Linked DNA regions of Oryzias latipes: region 2 is linked to region 1. The links are chromatin contacts, called in public Hi-C maps. All regions are on one chromosome and are shown on one strand. Each heading gives the region's core, a stretch centred on a gene start, on an enhancer-like site or on the middle of the called end of the contact. The rest is flanking DNA. Distances are from core to core; before and after follow the strand shown. Region 1 holds the start of LOC101175613 (glucocorticoid-induced transcript 1 protein). Region 2 holds the start of LOC101170109 (neurexophilin-1).

The links. Hi-C and Micro-C count contacts between places; a contact is called where the count stands out from the background.
Region 2: a Hi-C map of embryo shows a contact between it and region 1, with 2.5 times the contacts expected there. The contact joins the promoter of LOC101170109 here to the promoter of LOC101175613 in region 1. A contact is called at or near these places in 5 of 5 Hi-C or Micro-C datasets (embryo, fibroblasts and gastrula embryo).

Annotation. Positions count from the first base shown.
Region 1 is chr11:20,997,257-20,999,956 of ASM223467v1, reverse strand. LOC101175613 (glucocorticoid-induced transcript 1 protein) reads right to left here and starts at 1,441. Exons shown (of 6, transcript XM_020699501.2): 1 at 1,352-1,441. The coding sequence starts at 1,441. It overlaps umad1 (UBAP1-MVB12-associated (UMA)-domain containing protein 1), which reads right to left. Exons shown (of 3, transcript XM_023960050.1): 3 at 2,493-2,700.
Region 2 is chr11:21,250,839-21,253,565 of ASM223467v1, reverse strand. LOC101170109 (neurexophilin-1) reads left to right here and starts at 1,296. Exons shown (of 2, transcript XM_004074159.4): 1 at 1,296-1,683. The coding sequence starts at 1,636.

The sequences.
Region 1 (2,700 bases), core at 192-2,691:
CAAGAGAGCACCTGGCGTGAAGACAGCATCCTTTTGCATAGTAGATGCTGAGAAGGGTGCATGACATGTGCAGCTGCTCTCCTGGTCAGCTTGAAGGCGTCTGCTGTTTCTGTGAGCCTCGCTTCCACAGGACACCCACCCAGGACACCTACCCACCCACCCGCCCGCCATCACCACCAGCAGCTCCTCTGAGGTTCATCTGATGCTTGTTTACATTCAGTCGAGGCTCAATCCCCCACCAAAAAACACTGTTTCCTGTTGGAATCCTGCTGACAGAAAACAGAGCATCCTCCTGCTGACGTCACCCCACTGGGAGCCGCGTCACGCAGCCCCTCCATGTTTGAGTTATGACCTAATTACTTCGTTAGCTAGTTAGCTTAGCCCATCCGCCGGAATCCCATAGAGAAACATGGGTGTTTAAATATTCCTGCGGGGTAAACGCAGAAATACGACCCCCACAGCTGCGGTGCGGCCCTCAACCGAAACCCAAGAATGTCCTTCGCATTTCGGCTATCATGTCAGCAAAATAGCCTCACGACCGCTCGTGAAAATGGGGCTTTTTTATTTTTGGGCAGCCGCGCAGCTCGGCTCACCAAAACAAAACGTGGCGCCGCAGCTGCTTCTTTCTGTTGACGTTGTTGTTGTTGTTGTTCTGACAAGCCCGCTCTTGTCGGAACCAGAACCAGCTCGCGCTATGCTAATCCTGAGCCGATGCGACGGTCAGCCCAACTCTAAGCACCCGAAGAACCCGGAAACGCCGTCCGACTGAGGCAGCCTTAGCACGGCAGACCGACGCGCCGCGATAAGCAGCCGGAGCGGCGGAGCCACAGCAGCTTACCCCGCACTACGGACTCAGAGGCCGGGGTGATGCCCTCGGCAGTTGGGGGTGTGTTGGTTGGGGGGATCTACCTCCGTCCGCCGTTCGAGCCGCGTCTGGTCTGTTCGAGTGGATCGGCGGAGCTGGAGCACCGGGACGTCGTCGGTCCTACGTTGCTGCTCCCGGCGACGGAGGACCCGCCGACTCTGGTGTTTATGGGAGGAGAGGTGGCGCACGCGCGCGCTGCTGATGCTGACAGCAGCCCGGGAGTTTGTGGGGGTAGTTATCAGAATGATGGAGGGTAATTAGCAAGTTATTAATGTAAGTTATTAGTTAATATCAGTTCCACGGTGGCCCCTGTAGTCGGTGCTGCGCTTGCCAGTCCCACCTGTGTGACGTAGTGACGCAGTGGGGGAACGTCACTTAATCAGCTGTTCATCAGAGGTGGGAAGCTTATCCCAACTTTGTTCTCGGGCAATATTTTTTTTTAGTTTGACTGAGCAGCTGCACCTTCATGGTTTCTCTCCATCCCACCTGCATCATCAGCACCACAAACAACCGGCTTTGGCTCTTCCTCCTCTTCCTCAGTAGTCTGTTTCTCAGCTTCCTCCACATTCCATTCATACTGTCGTCTCTTTGGCATTCATTTTCTTCTCCTTGCAGAAGGAAGCTGGAGTTGGAGCCTGTTCAGTCACATACTTTTCTGCTGTGACCTACTTCCATTAAATGGACCGATTTCATTCCTTTCTGACAGGTCATGTTTAAATTAATGTTCCGTCATTTTGCCGCGTCTTCTTGCCAGATCAGTCACTGCGGTGACATCTGACCAGGTTGGTGCTGAAAAACCCAATCTGATAAGTAAATTGTAGTTTGTGTGGCATTTTTCTGTTGATGGAGGACATACATTAAGAAAATTCAGCTAAAAAATTGTCCTTCTGAGTATTTCTTTATTCAAATCGTTGTGTGTCAAGAGATGAAAAATGAAATTTAACATAAAGATTGTATTTGTGACATAGAAAAACACAGTGGGAGGTCCCAAAGCTCCCCACTTTGCTCCACAGTGATTGCTTTGGGTTACAGACGACTAGATCGGCGGCCGTGGTGCAGCGGTAGGGCGGTCGACTCATGATCGTAAGATTGCAGGTTCGATTCCCGCCTTGCACGCCCATGTGTCAAAGTGTCCTTGGGCAAGACACTGAACCCCACCTTGCCTCTGGTGGGAGGTTGGCGCCAGTGTTCGGCAGCGGAGCCGCCATCAGAGTGTGAATGTGTGTGTGAATGGGTCTGTGACTGTAAAGCGCTTTGGGCCTTCGTAAGAAGATAGAAAGCGCTATATAAGTATACGCCATTTACCATTTATAGATCCATGAAAGTCTTCGCTTTCCTCGTCTGAGCTGGCATCCGGCTCAAAACTGTATGACTGTATGGCTCCAGTTAAGCTAGCCATTGTTGTTGCGCCTGTAATATTAGGTTGGGGGTGTAAACAGAGAGCTCTCAGCATCGGGGGGTTGCTCTGCTCCGCTCCAACAGTCCAGCCCACAACTCAGAGGTGAATTTATAATAACTACAACTCTGCAGAAACCCTTTTGTTGATTTTGGCAGAAAAAGAAAAGAAAATTCATAATTAAAAGACCACTGAGAACGCTTTTAAAACAGATCTAAAGATGCAGATAAATAAGGGTTGACATGTTTTTTTTATTGGTTCATACAGGAGTTGAAGGCACTGGTGGCAAGAGGGGGCTTTATGTAAACAGGGACGTGTTCCTTCCTTAAAGCTAAGCAGCCTAAATCTTCTGCAGAACGTCATCTGCGTAGAGTGCACATGAACAACGGACCATTTTCTTCTTCTCACAATAAACGACTAAGCGGATGAAAGGCCGACA
Region 2 (2,727 bases), core at 47-2,546, 250 kb before region 1:
TGCAGCTCTACACAATTTTCCTATATTTGGCTGTCTATAGAGAAAAAACAAAACAGAAAATACGCCAGAAATGTGCACAGGTAAGTTTAGATATTAATCATAATCTTTGCAGACTTCCATATCAGACAGGATGCATTTCTGGCAGTTGACAGAGTAAGAAGTGAGAGGTGGGTTTCTGCTCTTTTTTTGGAACGCTGTTGGACTTAACAACAAGTTTTGTCAATTTGCACATTAAGAAACCCCACTTCAGTCTGATGAAGACCTGCCGCTCTTCTCCAGAGCTCTCAGTAGAGCTCTGGAGGTCCAGCTCTGCTGGTCCAGAAAGAACTTAACCTCACACATCCATCCATTTATCCAAACATCCATTTTTTCCCCGACTTGTCGGGAGTTGGGTTGCAAGGGTGACAGTCAGCAGAGATGTTCAGACCTTCCTCCCAATATCTAGCGCTCTCAGACCAGTGGGAAGATATAAACCATCCAGGGGCCTCCTCCAGTGGGACAGGCCCAGATTACCCTCCCAGGGAGGTGTCCAGCATGCATAGAAAATGTACTAAAGCCCCCTGAGCTGATGTGGAAGAGCATCAGATCCACTCCTCTGGGTTGACCAAGCCCTTCGCCTCATCTCCAAAGGAACACTCACCCACCCAAAACGAGGAAACTCACGTCAGCCGATTGCACTCAGAGTTTAGTGTTTTATGATCATGTCCCAAAGCGCATGACCATAGATGAGGGTATACAAGCATAGACCTCACAAGTTTGAGCGTATTTCTGCTTTGAGTTTCAACTGTGAGGTTTGGCTCTGAATGGATGTTTTAATTGGCTCCTATTTGTCCTGGTTTTGAAGGTCAACTGAATTGTTCAGCTGGTGTCCTCCAAAACACCAGAACTTGGATGTCAAACCTGATAAGTTTCAGGTGTTTAGCAACAGGTGGTTATCTGAGAAGCTCCTGATCTGTAACAGTTCTGTTCTGGACCCCTAAATTTGGCTTTTGAAGTCCAGGATCAGAGATGAGGATGATAAACATGAACCCTTCCAGACTCATACCATTGATTTTATTTAAAGAACGTGGGGGTGGTGTGGTAGTGGTGGTGGATTGGGGCAATGACTGACACATATGATTTATGAGCTCGAACCTTGAAGCATCACGAAAGAATCTCTTTAGAAGAAGAGCAAAGAGAAATAACTTTATATCCCGCACATCCGCTCGCGTTTGCGTGTTTTATTCTCCGTGCCAAAGGACCCCCCTCCCCCTTTGCTGCCGATTGCCCCTCCCCCGCAAAGGACAGCTTCTCGGGCGGTGTTGTGGACGCCTGTTATAAAAGCAGGAAGCGCAGCCGTTTCTTTACATCGGATCCTCGTATTGCCACGTGCGCAGCTGCCAACCAGCGCGCTCCCAGAGATGACCCTGCGGTTGCCCCCCCTGGATTAACTCTCATGTAACTGCTGCGCTTTGCCCCCCCTCTGACTACACTCGACCCAGCGTCAGCCTCCCGGCTCTCCGTTTCCTGCCCTGCGCTCATGGGGCGTGTGGCTGCGGGCGCGTGCGGGCACTGAGCGGACCTCAGGTGGATGTATGCGCGCGGAGCCGCGCTCAACGGCTAAGGCACGTGCGTGGACATTGGAGCTCCTGGAGGATGCCGCGTTGGTGCGCCGTGGTCTTGCTGACGGCCGTGCTCTGCCGGGTGAGTCCTCGCAACTTTCTAAGTCTTCAGAGCCACGCGCACCGGGGGAGTCGCGGGGTGTGTGTATTTGTGTGTGGGTGTGCGTGTGTGTGTGTGCGTGTGTGTGTGTGTGTGTGTGGGGGGGGGGGGGGGGGGTGTTTACCTGCGCGAAGGGTCACACGCGGAAAACACTCACCATAAAATAGAGCAAAATAGACCAATTTAATAATAGACCAAAAGCCCTGACCGGACCCGGACGATGTGATGTGAGGGGGCGCTCCAGCAACCCAACCTGCAGCTGAACTCTGAACAGAGACTTGAACGGAGGACATTAACTGTGAGCACGTGCTCACGCGCACAAGGCCAGCTCTCGGTGTAAGCAGGACGGACACACACTCATATTTGCTGGAAAGGGAAAAAAGTATTTCACTTTTCCTCCCTCTTAAATAAATATAATAGTAAAGAAAAAAAACACGAGAAGGTTAAATGTTTCTTTACGAAATTCATTTTTGGGATCTCTAATTGAGACCTGAACACTTCCACTCGTGATAAAACACGTTTATTTCATATAAAGTGGATTTATCTCCTTGAATCTGGCAAGTTTGGACCAAATTGGCGCAGCTGCCGGAGCAGAGCTGTCCACGGTGCTGAAATTACTTAGAGTTTTTTGTCCAGCAATCTGGAGTCCAACAGCAACAGGACGGAGCTAAAGATTGTGCTATATATATATATATATATATATATATATATATATATATATATATATATATATCTCCTTCATAAAAGCCACACTTCAAGTTCGGTAATTTATTTGCTACCACACATCCTTACCTGACAACAGAGACGCGCTTAAAGAAATCGGTTCTGCAGTCAATTGTGCTGGAATCTGGAGCTAGAGGAAAGGGAAAGCGCGCGCAACACTCAGTGTTTATTGCGCGCGTGAATAGTTGGCCTTCTTGATTTGAGTTTTTCTGTGTGTATGTGCTCGGTGGAAGATTTAGGATGAGCAACAAAACGACTTCTAGATCAACCTTTAAAGGCCAGCTGCCCGGAAAAGAAGAAAAC